Linked DNA regions of Sander lucioperca: region 1 is linked to region 2. A link is a contact called in public Hi-C data. All regions are on one chromosome and are shown on one strand. The core of a region is the stretch at or near the end of the contact, and the rest is flanking DNA. Distances in the headings are between cores, read along the strand shown. Region 1 holds the start of arfip2b (arfaptin-2b). Region 2 holds the start of slc46a3 (solute carrier family 46 member 3).

What was found. A called contact is a pair of places that touch in the nucleus more often than the background predicts.
Region 1: a Hi-C map of liver shows a contact between it and region 2, with 4 times the contacts expected there. The contact joins the promoter of arfip2b here to the promoter of slc46a3 in region 2. A contact is called at or near these places in 2 of 2 Hi-C or Micro-C datasets (liver and muscle).

What each region holds. Positions count from the first base shown.
Region 1 is chr13:16,319,527-16,323,818 of SLUC_FBN_1.2, forward strand. It overlaps arfip2b (arfaptin-2b), which reads left to right and starts at 1,462. Exons shown (of 8, transcript XM_036008948.1): 1 at 1,462-1,474. It overlaps LOC116037043 (a long non-coding RNA gene), which reads right to left and starts at 1,882. Exons shown (of 3, transcript XR_004101778.2): 1 at 1,729-1,882.
Region 2 is chr13:16,168,936-16,173,835 of SLUC_FBN_1.2, forward strand. slc46a3 (solute carrier family 46 member 3) reads left to right here and starts at 3,082. Exons shown (of 10, transcript XR_004894925.1): 1 at 3,082-3,181; 2 at 3,670-3,881; 3 at 4,515-4,900. synj1 (synaptojanin-1) reads right to left here and starts at 3,000. Exons shown (of 29, transcript XM_035990918.1): 1 at 2,735-3,000; 2 at 1,596-1,759; 3 at 1,296-1,382; 4 at 394-661; 5 at 1-164. The coding sequence starts at 1,719.

The sequences.
Region 1 (4,292 bases), core at 212-2,711, 150 kb after region 2:
GGCATTTCAACAGATCAAATTCTGCATATACCGACATGCTGCAAAACACAATTTCAGGAACCAAAAAATTTAGAGCAAGCAAGAAAATTTGAGATTGGCAGGAAGAGACAAGAATGGAATATGCAATCATGCAGACAGGAGGTAGTAAATCAGGGTTATAGTAAAACATGGAGTTTGCCTTTGGTGTGTGGTATGGGTGTGTGTGTGTGTGTGTGTGTGTGTGTGTGTGTGTGTGTGTGTGTGTGTGTGTGTGTGTGTGTGTGTGTGTGTGTGTGTGTGTGTGTGTGTGTGTGTGTGCATATGTGGAAACATAAATGTAAGCTGGTCAAAAATATGGTCATCCTAACATGCATTCATAGCAAGAAGAGGACTAATCAGGCAACATGTGCATCTATTTGACATATGACAGTAAAACTTTGAACTTGAACTATTTTGGGTAGAAATGTTTTGCCAAGTGTGACTCAAAAGACTCAAAACACAATCTGTTTTTCACATTTATAACATGTAGCCAGCTGGGAAAGGAAAACTTGCACTGGCTGTTGTCACCAACAAATACGTCACTTTGTGCGTGTGCCTGTGTCTCCCATGATGCATTTATCAAACTTCAAAACAAGAAGGAGAATGGATGAAGTTCCCAAAGTTTCCAAATCAAAAATATCAACTGATGGATGAACAAGTAGAAAGTCCTAATATTCTCTACCAGCAGCATACATCATTTCATTTACCAGGAAACAAGCTTGTCAACTGATGAAACTTTTCCACAGCTGATAATCATTGGCCATATTCTAATGTTTCCCTTTTGGCCATTTGACCCATTTCTGTGAGTGAGAGTAAGAGAGAAAGAGTGCATAGCATGGAGGGGGTTCGAAAAGAGGACATTGAAGTTTACTTTGTACTTCCTGGTTAAAATTCAGGATATAAAAACCTCTTTGCTGTATCTCAATGCTGGCCGCCTAAACCTAGCTGAGCTGCAAGCAGCCAGAGGTATTAAACTGCTTCTTAAGCTTCCACAGATGGATGTACAATGGTAAGACCCATTTTTGCTTTACCCTAGATATACTGCACTATTAGATGAGGTGGACTTGACTGGGGGGCACAATAAACACTGAGCTAAGTATATTTCTTAACTGTGAAGGACATATGTCTCAGTAACATCAGCAGCAATTGCAGGGCTAAGATCAGCAGCTTCTTTCAGTAAGCCACAATAAAAGGCTCTGAGGCGCCACGATGAGCAGTGTTATAAGCTGCATTCGCTCAGAAAAAAAGTTAAGGCTGTTTTGTTGAACTTTATTTTGCTTTAGTAGGATAAGGATTTGTAAGAGAATGTGGAGATCACTCTGGTTTTATGGCTATTTTTGATTGGTTTAATCTCTACAGTTGATCCAGTGAACATACCATCTTTGTGAGGTTTCAGAGAATGGAGAGGAAGGGAGGAATTTGCAAAAATTGCAAAGAAGATAATAAGAAAACCAATGTACCCACTTATTACAGGACCTCCCCAGAACAGTGTATCAACCATAATTTAGGGAAACATGGCAAGCAGAAGAGGATGATTGAATCCAGCAGCTCTTAATCAGCCTGGAGGTCTCCAACACCCCAACGTCACATGTGAAGTTTGATGATTATAAGTATCTGTGCAAACAAACTTTAAATAATATAAGTTGCTCTGAGTTTGCATCTGCCTAATGTTAACAATTTCCCTTTACATAAAAAGAGACAAAAACTCACCATGAGTTCAACAATACAACACAGATTTGGTCATCTGTGCACAACTATAATCCGGGGCAGGCACCACTCAACTGACACTCAACAGTTGTGCAATCAGTGGATACAAAACAATTTACTTGGAGGAGTTGCTCTGGAGTCGTTTGCTCACTGCTAACCCCAGTTCACAGGTTTTCATAAACTCTAAACTCACACTGAGATTTAGTCCAGCCAGCAGAACTGAGGGAGAAATTACACCATGACCATATAAGGACATTATGTCTCCTGATCTGCAATCTCAAATGCAGCCGTGTGTGTGTGTGTGTGTGTGTGTGTGTGTGTGTGTGTGTGTGTGTGTGTGTGTGTGTGTGTGTGTGTGTGTGTGTGTGTGTGTGTGTGTGTGTGTGTGTGTGTGTGTGTTCTCTTCTACTCTGTAGCACCAATTTGAGCTTTAGACCTTGAGAGTGGGGATATTTTTTGGAAAGTGAGGACTTTTTGTTTTTAAGATTATTTTTTGGGCTTTTATGGCCTTTAATCGACAGGACTGCTTGAAGAGAGGAAAGGGGAGAGAGAAGGAGGACGACATGCAGCAGGTCGGGGTCGGATTCAAACCTGGGCCGCTGCCAAGGACTCAGCCTACATGGGGCGCAACAGGTCGCCCCGGAAAGTGAGGACATTTTTGACTGGCATTTTTACTCCTCCAAAAGGCAGTATTGGGGTTATGACAAGGCACGAGGCTTAAGGTTAGACATAGTATTATGTTTCGGGTTCAGTTTAGGTGTTAGGGTTAGGGGTTAGGCATTGTGATGTTATTGTGATGGTTCAGGTTAGGGTTTAGGGGCTAGGGATTGAAATTGTCAGTGTCCTTACAAGTGTATGTGAGAGGGTATTTTATGATGTATTTGTTTGTTTGTTTGTTTGTTTGTTGTCTTCTGATTGTACACTATTGGCCAATTGACAGGTTTCTGACAGTGAGAGTGTGACCAAGAGAGAGAGAGAGACACACACACACACACATGCACAAGCATAAGTGTAAATATCATATGATATAAGGTATCCGTGGAGCTTGTTGTCGTGCATTTCTCAAATTTGCTCTATCTAAGCAATTTATTTCACCATGTCCAATAAAATATCAACTTTTATTTATATTTTCCTAACTTTTTATTTGCAATATTGTGTCGCTTTTCCAAATAAAACATTGTTGTAAATCCCCAGTCTCTGACTGAGTGCCCAAAAAGGAATCAATGAAAACTCTCAGCACAATATAATTTCTCCATTTTACAATGTCACATGTGGTGCTCTCAATCCAAACATGTCAGAATCGTGTTGTAATGTTCCAAAAATGCAACAATTTTTCATCCACTAGAAGCTTTTCTGGATCCTCATCCGCACAGTGTTTCCTAAAGGAGTCCGGGGATAAAACATGGAATGGGTTTGGAGGGAATACAAGAATGAGAAGAGGGAAAATCGAGAAAGTGTAAAATCTGCAAGTGAGAGAGAAAGCAGGTGGGCTGAGCACTCGCATCTGACCTGTAAAACTCAGGATAACGGCAGCCTATTGAGCCAAATCTGATTCACTTTTGCTGCATGCTGAGGGTGAGGGGGGTCACAAATGTGCTCACCCTGAAATTCATCTGGGAGAGACAAATAGACAGAGTGAAATAGATACAGAGGCCAACATTTTGGAGATGGTGGTTCTCTGGAATGAGTCTCCCCCATTGTTGGCCTCCTAATTTAACAGATTTGGCAGGTAAATTCATTTTGATGTCTTATCCACATGAGAGAGGATTAGGAAGTGGCTATTTGGGTGGCTGTGGCCTCCTGCATACCTAAATGCTTATAAGCTCTCTTTAAATTAATCCTCTTGAGAAATTCACTTCCAGGCGAGCTTGTATGTCTTCCACAGTCTTTTTAAAATTATTTGAGGTCCTGCTGTCCCCCATCACAGGTAACTGAACGAGACAGTTTATACAGTATATGCTGCTGCACCAGATGCCAAATTCCTGTATTTGTAATTTTTGGCTGCATAGATTTGTCTTCTTTTAGGTTTGTTTCGACTGAATGATTTCGAAACCATTAACACAGCATCCTGTGTCTGCAGATAAGATGTCAGTTTCTCTCTTTGCAAACACTTCAACAGCAGCTAGAATGTAGAGGTCAGCAACTGGCTTCTACTTTATGCATTATCATCTCCAAGGTATTGCAAATGAATTTAGGAAGAGGAGCAGCAGCAGCAGCAGAGGACAAAAGATGAGGAAAGTAAGGAAGAGCAGGACAGATTATTTGTTTTTTTTGCAGGGGGAGGGAGATGGTCTTGTCATTTTAAAGGGTTTCGAGGGGATGTTTGCACACCCTCTTAATGGCTTAAAAGGACTGGACGCATCTATCTTTCTCTCCGCGCATTTCAGGGGGGAAAGCCCAAGAGGACTGGACCAATTCTGCCCTGTGACTGATTGCACAAACTTCAACAGATATGCCTCAGCAGCGCACATGGAAAAATACCATTATTAAAGTAAATATCACAATGGTATTTCCATTACGACATAAATGACCTGAAGTGGGGATATAGTCCATATCACTAAAGTCCC
Region 2 (4,900 bases), core at 1,832-4,331:
GCGTGCCGGCTCGCTCGGAGCTGAGGCGGGAGAAGGTGCAAGCCTTTGCCTGTTTGTGCCCTGCATATATGGTCCTGATCTCCACACCACCACACATCAGCCTCAACAACCAGTCATCACAGTTTACTCCGTAGTGTTTCAGGTGCAGGTGCAGGGATTGGTTCCTATTGATTAATCAAGACAGACACAACAGTAAACACAAACAAATTCAGTGTGAACAGTACATTTTCACATCTTAGTTGCGAATCACACATTCAAAAGAAACTATTTTATCAGGACTGTGCAGATTGCAGAACACATATTTAGTTCATATCTACTACTTCAGAAATTGCTAACGCCCAATACTTGCCTAGTTCTTATAACCTTGGTAAAGCAGACATTTCATGCTCTTACCAAAAGAAGCGGTTATCTGTAGTGTCCTCTAGGATCCTACGATGTGCATTGAGACTCAAGTCCATGCTGACTCCAGTGGCAGACCACGCAAAGTAGAAGTGTCCTGAGTTCAGGACCTTTCGTACTTCAGCGATCCGATCCTCGTCTCCTGGATCATTCTTCAGCGATATAAAATCTGTCTGTGTGACCCTAAAAACCTCAGAATCCTGCACCTTCCCCACAGAGCTGCATCCTGTCACAACCACCAGACTGTGGAGCATGGAGTCACCTGCATAAGTAAGGTGGAGTACGGTGAGAAAAGAAAAGGGACATGAGTATGAAAACATTATATATGGTGAATTGTAAAGAAAAGGGATAAAAACAAGCAGTATGTTGACAGATATGAAGCATTGCATTAAGAAATCTTATGATAAAACATTAAGCATTACAAGACAGGACAATAAATGGTTAATTCAACTTTGGTACCACTCCTTTAAAGGAAATCCCCAGCCAGTCAAATTTCAGCCATCTATAAGACTGAGCTTTAATCTTTTACGTGGCTTTTTACTTTGTTGTGACAACAAGATCATTCAAGGTTATGTAGAGCGCAGGAGAAGGCAGCTTATAAGTAAGCAGCAACAGGACTACAAACCAGAGGGCCGTCACAGTCACACAAGAACCTGGGTTCAGGTTGGACTGAATCCAGGAAATTTCTGGAACATGAAAGTGCCCCCGCCGGGTTTCTCGGTTTCTCCGCTGTCACAACAAAATCCTTCCGTGTTGGCAAAAATGGTACATTCCAACGCCTACATCAACGTTACTAACGTTAGTAAAGGTATCTTGTGCTTTTATGCTTTTGGACTGAATCCAGGAAATTTCTGGAACAAGGAGCAATGAATAAAGAATATGTGTCTGTAGCTTACCCAGGTTAAGGCGGAGGACGCCCAGGATGCCATAGGCATCAACAATCTTGGCGTATGTGTTTTTAATGGCCTCCTTTTCTGCCGCCGCTAGAAGACAAACAAAAGCAACACAAAGTTGAATATTAGTAGTGCTCTCCTTTAAATGTAGCCTGTGACTTATTCATAGTACAGAATCATGTCCATCACTTGATAGTCAATTATATGTCTCTTATAGCTGTATTTCCCTTGTAGCATCCTTATCAGGAGTTCAGAGTATTTAAATCATCTCTCATTACAGTGCAATCAAACAAGATGTCTTACATAAAACAGCAACAGCCCCCGATTCAAACATGAGGCATTCTTCCCTGGTTCTAGTTTCCACTATAACACTGTAGGGGGGTGGGTCCAGCTTGTGGTAAATGCGATATCCCTTGCTGAATGCCATTGTTGATCCAAGATGAAAAAACCTAACGTTACGTTATGACCTGGAAATCAAAAAGAATGAATAACAGCATATCAGACAAGAGAGACACTCACAATGAGACACACCATCTGTTATTTTATGGCTACTATAGTGTACGATGGTCAATTGATTATTGATGGAGAGGTGAAAAGGTTAAAAATGAATAATTTCAGTTTCAAATTATGTGTAGCTAATGATGTGGCTATAAGGACGTTTCAAAGACTAAATATAAATACGGTAACGTTACCATAATTGTAAACCACTCTGATTGCAGGTAATGCATTTTTTTTCTGAAAATGTATTACACATTGTTAATTGTATTACACATTATTGAAACCTATCGTAGTATTAGGTAATAACATTACGCGTGAACGCCAGAAAACTTTCATTGCGAAATCAGAAGACTAACAAACTATCAATTACGGACATAGCCAAGGCCGAAACATATGAAAAACGATCTTTTAAACTTAATATCGCAGGTAACGTTAGCTAGAGATTATGAGCAGCACCAACACTGTAAAAGATAACGTTAGGCCGGGGGACTGAAATATTATCCATCCTGACACGGACAGTCACGACTTTATAATGCAACTGCAGCAGGCGAAGCTAACGCTAACGTTAATATTACCCGCCAGCTAGCTTTAACTCTAGATTTTGTGAAGGTGAAAAACCAACTAAGAAAAAGAAAGAGATAAACTGATAAAGTTGTCGTTTACCTATCGAACGTTAATGCTGGCTGGTAACGTTAGCTAGCTAAGTTAGCTAAATTAATCACAGGGGTAACGTTAGCTATGATTCGCTAGCTGACGGTATTTTTATGGTTGATCGTTCGTAACGTTACCTGCACGTCAGGGATGATAAGATGACATTTACTTTCAATGCATATATTTGAGCGACTCAGCCATGTAAAACATAAGTCTGTGCATATATTTGAATGTCGGCTCTATCTTACAGTTGCGGGTTTGATATAAGGAAGGGATGAGGGATTTCGCCTTACCGTCTAGTGCCCCCGCCGGGTTTCTCGGTTTCTCCGCTGTCACAACAAAATCCTTCCGTGTTGGCAAAAATGGTACATTCCAACGCCTACATCAACGTTACTAACGTTAGTAAAGGTATCTTGTGCTTTTATACAACGGAAGCATTTAGAGTTCGTAAATAAAACAATGTATTAGCTAAATCCAGTTAACGGTCCTTGGAGGTATTTCAAATACACGTTAATATGCAATAAAGAGCCTGCAACAGGAAGTCACAAAATGTTCTCGCCCGATTTTTCTCATGATTGACAGTTCCAGCTATCGAATAAACAGCCTTGAAAGACTGCTGTCCAATCGTATGGTGAAAGGCGGGACATCGGGATTTCAGTACGCCGTACACTTCTGTATAAAGCAAGATATCTATGTCTTGCAATGTAATTGTAAACATGATCCAAGCGACGATCTAAAAGGTGAGAGTTGTACTGCATTTTCTGGTCAACATCTTGAAAGAAGATAAGGTAAAGGCTAAGCTGTTGTTGTCTTCCATTGTGTGTTATCTAATTGTTAAAGCAGTATTCGAAGGTATAAACAAACACACTGTAGGCTAAATTACAGGGTTATTATGTTATATTCCACTTAACAATAATATATACCACTTTCAAACTGTCGCATAATGTTGGATCGATAATGTAGTGCAAACGCTAAATATCGGAACTTCCACGTAGTCTTAGCTGTAACCTGTTTTGTAGGCTACTAAAGTGGAAAGTGGATATCGTCATTAACCTTCACAATGTACCTGGATTTTATTAAAGTGATGGGCAACAAAAAGTCTTATTTATACACGAATATGTTTAAAAAAAAAAAAAAAAAAAAAACTCTGCTCAGACAATGCACAGTTTACCTTATTATTTGTGTTCATGTTAACTTTAAATGTATTCTCTTCATCTCTTTTTTTAAGGAATATTGCAACCCTTCAAAATGAAGGGTCTTTTCCTCGTGGAGCCTGTGGTTGCACTGTACGCGTTCTCCAGTTTTCTCATCTATCCTCTTGTGCAGCAGTATGTGTACCGGAGGCTTTGGCAGGAGCTCACAAACACCACCTATCCCATCTCTGACAACACTTCTAGATGTGCAGAGAACAGCAGCAGCAACCATTCCAGCTACCACGAGGTTAGTCACTTAACACTCAATGTAAGAGAGCATTCATATAAGTAATTCAAGGTAAAAGTAGAATTCAGTTACCTGAATCCTTTCAGATCCCTTATAGCAACACAGCTCAGATAAAAACATACTGGATTTACTGCACCATTAGGATATATGGTGAGACCTGTGACTAAAGGTCACTGTTCTTAACTTGTACAGACAATATTGAATGTATATGCTGTCATAGCAACACTTTTGCTAAAATGTCAGAGCACATATATCACTATTAGTTCACATCAATTAAGTCTGCAGTACACCAAGGCATATCACATTATAAAAAGGATTTAGAAAAAAATATTTCTTCTGTAAAAAATGGTAATGTTATATTTATAGGAAGAATAAAAGGAAGAATGAAACAAAGCAGAGAAGTGAGAAAAAAATCACATATGCACACATCGAAGTGCTTTCATTCTGTGTTGGTTTCATGACATTGGATTGTCACTATTTCTGTTTAACTGATATCATTTTCTAGGATAGTTGCCAATTTAATGGTAGATATTTTGCCTTCTGAGGCCTGCTGTTACACTTGAATGCAGTCCAGTGCCAACCCATACATGATATTTAGACTCAACCATGCTCTCTCTCTTTCTGTGTTTCTAGGAGGTACAGAGGCAGGCATCTCTCTTCTCCCTTTACACAGAGCTCTTCTCCACAATCCCTTCTTTGGTTGTCACCCTCATGCTTGTGGCCTATAGTGACCTGGGAGGACGCAAGATTACAATCATCATGCCTTTGATTGGCTCGTTGATCTACGCCTTGGCCTTCATGACAGTGTCCTACTTTGAGCTCAACATTTACTTGCTCATTGGCTCTTCGCTTCTCAGTTCTCTGTTTGGCGGCTTGGGCACGTTTCTGGGGGGCTGTTTCGCCTACATAGCAGACTTGTGTGAGGATGGCCATCAGAAGACGCTGCGCATGGCTGGAGTGGACATGATGATTGGCCTGTTGTCTGGGGTGGCTTCAATATCATCAGGCTACTTTTTGAG